3 separate regions of the Mus musculus genome follow, and all the other regions are linked to region 1. A link is a contact called in public Hi-C data. All regions are on one chromosome and are shown on one strand. Each heading gives the region's core, a stretch centred on a gene start, on an enhancer-like site or on the middle of the called end of the contact. The rest is flanking DNA. Distances are from core to core; before and after follow the strand shown. Region 1 overlaps Rnf150 (ring finger protein 150). Region 2 overlaps Rnf150 (ring finger protein 150). Region 3 holds the start of Rnf150 (ring finger protein 150).

Evidence for each region. Hi-C and Micro-C count contacts between places; a contact is called where the count stands out from the background.
Region 2: a contact with region 1 is called in a Hi-C map of bone marrow-derived macrophages, with 41 read pairs. The contact joins two enhancer-like sites. A contact is called at or near these places in 2 of 484 Hi-C or Micro-C datasets (both in bone marrow-derived macrophages) and 2 of 115 datasets of contacts at active chromatin or transcription factors (the HPC-7 cell line and bone marrow-derived macrophages).
Region 3: a Hi-C map of bone marrow-derived macrophages shows a contact between it and region 1, with 55 read pairs. The contact joins the promoter of Rnf150 here to the enhancer-like site in region 1. A contact is called at or near these places in 19 of 39 promoter capture datasets (the C10 cell line, the HPC-7 cell line, cancer-associated fibroblasts and 10 more), 2 of 15 datasets of contacts at CTCF or cohesin (the NIH/3T3 cell line and pro-B cells), 11 of 484 Hi-C or Micro-C datasets (the C2C12 cell line, the N1E-115 cell line, adipose-derived mesenchymal stem cells and 7 more), 21 of 115 datasets of contacts at active chromatin or transcription factors (the 230-238 cell line, bone marrow-derived macrophages, craniofacial prominence and 14 more) and 5 of 9 other capture datasets (adipose tissue, bone marrow-derived macrophages, liver and 2 more).

Annotation. Positions count from the first base shown.
Region 1 is chr8:83,062,757-83,065,699 of GRCm38.p6, reverse strand. All of the region lies in intron 6 of Rnf150 (ring finger protein 150), which reads right to left. Among named protein-coding and RNA genes, the nearest start is that of Tbc1d9, 100 kb to the left of the region's middle. Within about 2 kb of position 1,424, at least 36 of the 459 cell types and tissues checked have an H3K27ac peak or open chromatin away from gene starts, as enhancers often do. A contact at or near this core is called in the HPC-7 cell line, adipose tissue, bone marrow-derived macrophages and 5 more, where this site is marked.
Region 2 is chr8:82,913,369-82,916,227 of GRCm38.p6, reverse strand. All of the region lies in intron 1 of Rnf150 (ring finger protein 150), which reads right to left. It also overlaps the pseudogene Gm46045. Among named protein-coding and RNA genes, the nearest start is that of Rnf150, 51 kb to the right of the region's middle. Within about 2 kb of position 1,512, at least 12 of the 459 cell types and tissues checked have an H3K27ac peak or open chromatin away from gene starts, as enhancers often do. A contact at or near this core is called in bone marrow-derived macrophages, where this site is marked.
Region 3 is chr8:82,862,072-82,864,771 of GRCm38.p6, reverse strand. It overlaps Rnf150 (ring finger protein 150), which reads right to left and starts at 1,416. Exons shown (of 7, transcript NM_177378.4): 1 at 282-1,416. The coding sequence starts at 762.

The sequences.
Region 1 (2,943 bases), core at 175-2,674:
AAGCGTTTCACTTGCTGAGCTGTCTCTCTACCCTCAATGTAGGGGAATTTTGAGATTTTGACTTTGGTTATTTCAGACCCAAGCCCAGATATGAGATAGCTGTAATTTTAATTTCCTGATTTAAGTTTTTGAGCAATCTCCATACACCTTTTCATATTGTTGTACCAATTTACATTTTAACCAACAGTGTACCCTAGACAACACTAAACAACAACAGACTTTGACAGTGGCCATCTTAATAGGTTTACGGTGATTATGCTCTGGTGGTTTGATGTGCGTTGCCCTGATAGTGAACTAATGCTGACGATCTTTACAAATGCATGGCCGCTTGGGTATCTTCTTTGCAGAGCTGCCTACTCTGCCTGGGAATGGTGTATATTATGTTCCCATATCTGGGAATTAAACTTAATAATACTTTGAAGATTTTTGCATGAATAAACATGAGGGAGTCTGGCTCGTAGTATCCCCTCCTTGTGTTATCTCTGACTTTGGCATCAGGATGAAGATGCCTCACTGAGCTGGAAGTGTGCTTTCCTCTCTCTCTCTCTCTCTCTCTCTTTTTTGAGGGGGAAAGAGTTTGAGAAGAAGTTTTATTATTTCCCCCTTTTGAAAAACATAGATGATGTCTGTCCTGCTTTCTTTGTTTTAGTTAATGTGGGCAATGGGAGAAGAAGGGCAGGCTGGGCTCAGACTGGGCAAGGATCTGAATGCTAGGTAGAAGCTTACAACTTCATTTAATTTATATGGATGCCATCATGCTGCTACTTCCAGAAGTACTGCAGAGAATGAAGGCAGTGGTAGAACATTTGCTTAGCATGCACAAAGCCCTGGGTTTACTCTCCAGAGTGTACACATATACATGCACACACACACACACACACACACACACACACACACACACACACACACACAGATACACACACACACACACATAGATACACACACATACACAGACACACACACACAGAGTGACACACACACACACAAACACACACACACACTCCAGCAATGCTGTGTCAGCTGTATTATTAATGTATTTATTATTGTAGCATATTCATTGGGAACCTGCCTCCATCTTTCATGTGCAGCCTCCTGGGCTCCTTCTCAGCTCAGTAACATGCTAGCACAGGGCCTTCCCTTTGTAACTACAGCCCCATTGTTTCTATAACGCTGTATTTCTTCACTGTTGTTGGAGGTAGGTCAATGTACCCACATTTCATAAAGCGATCTTTACCACATGACAGTCAGATGCCCACTCCTTGCCCTCCTGTTATATGATAGTGCAGCAAGTAGCCAGAAGAAACTGAAGAGCTGGGCTCTGGAGGAACACAGGTCTGGTTTAAAGGCCTAGGTCCTAGGTCACAGCAAGGAAGGATCATTTACTTGGCTCTAGGAAGGGTTGGAGAGGGGGAGGGGACAGAAACAGGAAAATGCCCTCTTACTCAGCATGTTCAAAAACAAGGAAGTATTTAAACAGAAGATTTGAGAAATACAGAATCCTTGCAAAATATAAAAACAGATTCCAAGCTACAGAGCTCAACGCTGGAGACTCAGCCCTGACGTGCGTGTGTTTGGCTCTGCGCGTAGGACTCATTTACATCCACCTGTTCAACTGCCAAGGTCAATTTAAGATTGGAGGTGTCTTAAATTTCTGACCGTTCTGACTACCTGCTCCCTTCAGCAAAACACAGAGAAGCCGATTTAAAGGAGACGGCAGATCTTTTGTGTAGTAGAAAGCTTGATCTTATCACCTCCTCTTACAAGTACCCATAGTCGGCCCTCAGCCAGTTTGAAGAACAGTTCGCAAGTGATGCCTTTGGGGGACCTGGTACAAGGGAAGGCCTCAAAGTGTAGCATAAAACTTGACTGCTTGGGGCTGGAGAGATGGCTCAGGGGTTAAGAGCACTGACTGCCCTTCTGAAGGTCCTGAGTTCAAATCTCAGCAACCACATGGTGGCTCATAACCATCCCTAATGAGATCTGATGCCCTCTTCTGGTGTGTGAGAAGACAGCTGCAGTGTACTTACATATAACAATAAATAAATTTTTAAACAAAACAAAATAAAACAAAACAAAACAAAAACCTTGACTGCTTAAGGCCTAAGTTTTAGCTATGGAAAAGAGGCCTAATGTTGTGGGTTTGTAGCACAGGTTAATGTCCCAACAAAAAAGTCTGCAATTGACTTAGTTGAGTGTGTTATTGTACCTTCTTAGAAAATGTAGACCCTACCTAAATGTATAACAGAGCAGTGGGCAAGTCAGGATGCTATAAAATTGTAACTTAACCCACTCTTCCTGCTTACAAACATTTCCAGTTCTTGGCATTTAGAACAACAGTAAGACTTTGAACTTGTATTCTACATTTGCCCCTGAGAGGCAGTTCTTGCCCATGTATTTGAGGCTAGAACTGAAGAAGTAACAGGAGCTAGGGAGTTCAGCAATGTTAGGATCTGGAGGTGGGAGCTTTGCCACCACCTCATGCATCGAACACATAGACAATTCTCCTGCCTCAGCCTTCCAAGTACTGAGATTACAGGCATGAGCCACCATGCCTGACTAACCTGCTACATTTTGTTTGTTTCCCAACAGAATCCGCACCACTTGTCATTTGTATTGTTATAAGACAATATACATGCTATGCACACATACAGTTTGAATACTGTATCCTCTGAGACCAAGTTCTCAGACCAGGCTCTTAGCACAAAGGGCATTTATTTGCCCCAGAGAGACAGAGGGCAGGGATAAGGGACAAAGACAGGAGATACAGAAAGAAGGAGAAAGAGGAGGGAATGAAAGAGAGAAAGGGGACGAGGGAGAGGTATTTGTCCCAGAGGGGAAGAAAGGACTGCTTCCGAATAGAGAGGACACAGATGTGGCAGGCAGGAATATGGTGTTTTACAGAATTACAAGGGGGAAACCTTGTGTTAGGATGAGGTGTTTAAT
Region 2 (2,859 bases), core at 263-2,762, 150 kb after region 1:
ATCACTCATGAAAACATCGAAGAAATAACACTCTCTTAAAACCCAATGCTTAACTTATTTTATCATACTTTAAGTGAGCCATTAGCAAAGTGACATATTTGAATACATGCTACCTACACTAAAAAAGATTTGAATTAAACAAGCTCTACTTCAGAGGATATACATAAGCCAAATTTCAAAACTGAAGAAATTTTAAAATTTGTTAAAATGCTTAAAGAAAGGGGATAAACCAGGGGAAAGTCACGAGGGTTTTCTGATAGCTTTCTATTTGGTATTAAAAGTATGTTTTAAAAAGTTTTAATGACTCAAATATTCACAAGCTTATGCAAGTAAATATTTCACTATACGAGTCACTAGACAAATAATTTATTTATAGCATATTCCACTTTCTTAAAAAAGTAACTTGAATTAAATATATGCTCTCTACCTTCATTGGCATGAATAAACTATATTTCAAAATCGAAAGAATTCCTTTCGAGAGACTAGGTATTTCAAATTCTACTGAGGCATCTGTGTTTGAATCACTCTTCTTCCTCATCCTATCTAGATTTATGAAAGTTGACTTTTTAATAAACTTAGACATAAACATCTTTGTGCTAAAGTTATTTCATTATGTGAAATTCTTAAAAAGATAAATTTGTAGGAAAATTGTATAAATCCTTTCCAAGACTGTTTTTTTTGGGGAGGGTTGTTTGTGTTTTTCAAGTTTTGAGACAGGGGTCTCACTAAGTGCTCACTCTAGTTCAGTCAGGTCTTGAACACACCAGCCTCCTGCCTCAGCCCCCAAGTAGTTGGGTTACACCCCCATTCTGTCTTGCTTAGTTTTCTCAAGGTTTTTGATAAAAATAAGTCATCTGCCCCACTTTGAGGATGCAAGAACATGTTGATGTGAAACAGATATTATTTTAGTTCCTTAAGGAGGGAAAAATGGGGTCTTCAGTTTAGTGAACCAACTGAGTTTTTAGATCTTGTTCTCTGCAAATTGCTGTGCTGTGCTTTAGACTCACAAAATCCTTTGCAGGTATTTGTAGATTCTAGCTGTGTGTGTGCTTGTGTGCTTGCGTTGACTCCATGTGTACATGTGTGTGCATATTTGTGGTGAGTGTGGGCTTTAAATATAGAAGTGAAATGGTCAATCGTAATGCCTTTTACCTTGTATACATTTTTGGCCATCACATTAGACCAAGATGACTCAGCATTTCTTTGAATTCCTCCCTATTTTATAGTTCTCCTTAATAAACATACATTAAGCATTTGCTGCATATCACCCTCGAGTCTAAGCATTTAGCTCATCATAACCAAGCTACTGCTATTACATCTCTGTGTTAGCTACTTTCATGATTGCCGTGATTAATTACCTAGCATGAAGGAATGTAAGGGAGGGAGAGTTGATTCTGAGTTACAGTGAGAAGGAAGGGATCATTTCTTCATGTGGAGGAAGCCATAGCTGCAGGAGTGGGAGTCTTGCTGGTGACATTGCATCCATAGTCACTGAGCAGAGAGTGAACAGGAAGTGGGAACAGGCTGTAAAACAGGTCCCACATGACTCACTTCCTGTAGACAGGCTCTACCATCTAAAGGTTCCTACCTTCCCAAGTCACACCGTCAGCTGGAACAGCGCTCACAGGGAACACTTCCATTCAAGGCACCAAAAGCCCTGAGAGCTAAGTGCTACTAATTCTCTAGTTTTCAATTAACAAACCCACAGCCACATAGCCAGATAATGGCAGACGCAGAACTTGTACCTTTGTAGATTAAATTACAAGATGTACTCTGTTCTGGCTCTCATAGATGAAGAACTAGGGTGTCTTAGCCTTCATTGGCTCTCTATGTTTCTGTTTGGCCTGGTGCTGTAAGCATTATGCTGTCAATTTTTGATGGCTCAGAATGCCTTGCACATGGGATGGCTTTCCTTCATTATAAAGAGTATCTAATAATAATTATATCATATTCATTTAAAGCCTACTAACATAAAGATAAAAGATAAAAACCAAACCACTAACAGTAGTGATGGGTGGAAAGTGGCTGGGGGTTAACATCAGCGTGGTGACAAGTGGCATCCTGCAAGCAAGCATTATTTGTTGAATTAAAAACAAGGCAGAAGGGAGCTGGAGAGTTGGCTCAGTGACTAAGAGCATTTGTTTTCATTTCAAAGGACTCAGGTTCAATTCCCAGCACCCACATGAAGGCTCACCACCTCCTCAAGGACCAGTATATGTGGTGCACAGATACATATAAAGGCAAAACTCTCACATATAAAATAATAAAATCTAAAATATTAAAAAATAAACCAAGGCAGAAGGTTTGACTCCGTGATACTGCTTTATATGCTGTTAGAGTGTTAGCTTAACAAGTCTTAGGTTCCATGTGCATCATCAAACTTAGTCTCTGCGGGCCTGCTTGCTTCTGTAATATCAGCAATGAGCTTTTCCATTTTTGACTAGCTGTCTAAGGTTGAACATTTACCAAGATTTCTAATCTGTGAGGTTTTTTTTTTGGAGGGGGGGGGAAACTACATGAAACTCTTAGGAACAAAGAAGTTTACAGAATAAAGTACAGGATGACCCCCGCCCCTTGTTTGTATAGTTCTGGTTTTCTAAATGAAAAGTCAAAATTTAAAGACAATAAGATTGCTTATTTATGAATGAGATAAGAAATAGGTACAATTTTCTCTCAGAAGATAAAAGGACATTGGAATTAGACACTGGAAAGTATCTATGCAAGTGAACATTATGCAAATTTACTTGAATGTCCTTAAGATCCCTGGACTGTGACACTGACCTTGTTTGGTCTATCAAATGGCACCTCCTTGAACTGGAATGATTTCTGCCTAAGCACACAAAGTCATATATCTTGCGT
Region 3 (2,700 bases), core at 167-2,666, 200 kb after region 1:
CTCACTTTCCAAATTCTCCTGGGAGAAGACACTCCACAGCTTGAACCCTCTCCCGAACCAGACTCTCCGATACTCCCCCAACATACTGAAACCTCTCATGCTTGTAACCTGTCCCCCAAGCGACGCACAACAAAACTTAATAGGTTCATACATAAGAGACTGGTCTCTGGTGCTGCACGGACTTCTCAGCCAGAGGTGCCCCGGAGGCGGTGCTAGATCTCCCTAGACGCTTCTCGGGCTCCCCTCCCCCACGTCCGCCAGGCACCCCCCGGGTTGCTCACCTGCGTGGGGCATGGTGATGGTCTCGTTTGTGTTGGAGCCCACGTTAAAGATGACCACAGCGGAGGCGTTCTGCAGGAACGCGTTCCGGATCTTATCCCTGTACGTGCAGTTGCCCTTGGGGATGAGGGCTATCCAGTGCTTGCCGTGGGCCGGCGCGGCGAACTTGGTGTTGGGGTCGCAAGCCAGGCGGTCTTGGGCCGAGCTGGCCATGACCACCTCGCCGCGCGCGTCCTGCTTGGGCGAGTGCTCCCCGTATCGCCCGCACTCGCTCTTCTCCGTGTGCAGCTCCGCGCCGCCACCGCTGCCCGCCACCGCGGCCCCGGGCTCGGGCTCCAAATAGGTGATGTTCACGAAGGCGGTGTACCATTCCTCCTTCTCCGCCACGGTGAAGTCCAGGCAGAGCAGATGCACGAAACAAAAGGAAAGCAGCCATGTTGAGAGAGCCAGACTGCGGCACGCTTGGATGAGAGACATTGTCATCTCTCTCCTCCGGGGTCCCCTCCCCGCCCCCTGCGCCCTCCCCCCGCTCCGTCCCTCCTTTCCCTGCCCCGGCCAACCCCGGGCAGCCACTCTGGTTCTCCTGTCGCTGCGACTCACTCCCTGGCCGGCGGAGCTCCGGCTGGGACGCGCAGACGCTGCGGAGACCGGATCCGGGACGAGCGGGAGAAACCCGCCCTGTCCCCTCTCAGCCGAAGCGCGGCGCTGGCATCGGGCTTCCCGGGTGATCGCGGCGCGGTCGCGGAGCGGGCGCCGCGCACTTGCGGGGGAGTCCGGCTGCCAGGCGTCCTGTTCCTTTGCCCCGTGTCGCCTTCTCTCATAGAGGTGGCGGGGTCCTCGGGTTTGGAAGGGGTGGCGGCTCTGCTTGTCGCGGCCGAGCGGGGCGGGGGTGGGGTGCTGGAGATCCTCGGTGCTGGGACTATCGGTCCCGCTGCAGACGCGGAGGTCGCTCCTGTTATGCGTGGGTTCCCATGGGCAGTAGGCGCTGCGCTTCTGGCCAGACTAGGTGGCTACGCCCGGGACACTCACTTGCCGAGGGAGGGGGAGGTACGGGGCAGATGGGATGGGGGAGAGCGTGAGGAGAGGGATACAGCGTTTTGTGTGTGTCTGTATTTGTGTGTGTGTGTGTGTGTGTGTGTGTGTGTGTGTGTGTGTGTGTGTGTGTGTGTGTGTGTGTGATGTGCGCGTGCAAGGAGGAGCTTAGTATGATGTCAAAGCTCCTGGGCTCCCCTTGCAACGCTCACTCTGTCTCTCTTCCTGGGCGTCAGCGACCTCTGCTGGGCCTCAAATTCAGGCTTCGACAGTTGCGGGCAAAAGGTAAAAAGGACCTTCAGGCCTTTGAATTGGGAACAATTAATTGAGGGAGTCTTAAATACAGCAAAGTGTAGGAACCTCTCTGGAACAGCATTTCCGTTTGCTGGAAGATGTGCAGAGAGTTCTCTGGTATTTATCCCAGCACTGATTGGTCATGAGGCCCCTCCCCCCCGCCCCCCCAGACCTGAATATTTAGGACAGTGGCTGTCAGAATTCCAGTTTTAAACCAGGACTGATCAGCATGAATTCAGGAGAATTTCACATTTATTAAGTCAGGGGTGGGGTCCTTGGTGATGCACACTCTGCTGGTCTAAGGACCAGTCTGTGGTGTGGGTAAAAGTGACTTCTTTTCCTCTGCTCTGGAAGCCAGCTCATGGCATGGCGTTAGTTTTCTTAGAAAATGGACCTCTCCTCATACTTTAAGATTGAGACATTTTGCCTCCATTCCCACTCTAATAGCCCTGCCTTAGAGGATTCACAGCGTCAGTAGGTGGTATGTGTGTGTGTGTGTGTGTGTGTGTGTGTGTGTGTGTGTGTTCGTTACCATTTTAAGCTGTGTTTTCCAGTTGTGACAGAGATTAAAAGAAACCAGTGGAGAACAGTTTCCTAGAGTCGTGTTCTAATAGCAGAATTCTTTAACAATTAGATATCTGGTTGGTTGTTACACTTCCTCATTAATGGTTTCTGTAGTTTCAGAAACCAGTAATATAAAATGTCTACTTATTTATACATACACAAATATGGTAGTGCTTAATGATTTACATTATATCTTCCACCTGGTTCTCTTTCCTGTGCCTCTCGAGAAGCACTGAGAAGCCCAGCAGTTTTTGTCACAATATACACATCCTAGGTCTGGACATCACAAAACAGAAGATGGATTCTGGATATATCCTATGTCTAAATATAATCCTCAAAGGACGAAGGACTTGAATGATTATTAGGGGACCAGTTGTTGGTAATAGGAAGGAGTTGTAGGTACAATAGATCAGACAGGTTGGTGTTTGATGTGTTCAGAAGCCATAGTGAGCTCATCAGGGGTGGAGAGAGATGAGCGATGGAAAGAATGAGATGGGATTAATGGTGGGAAGATTCTAAGTGGCCTTGCAG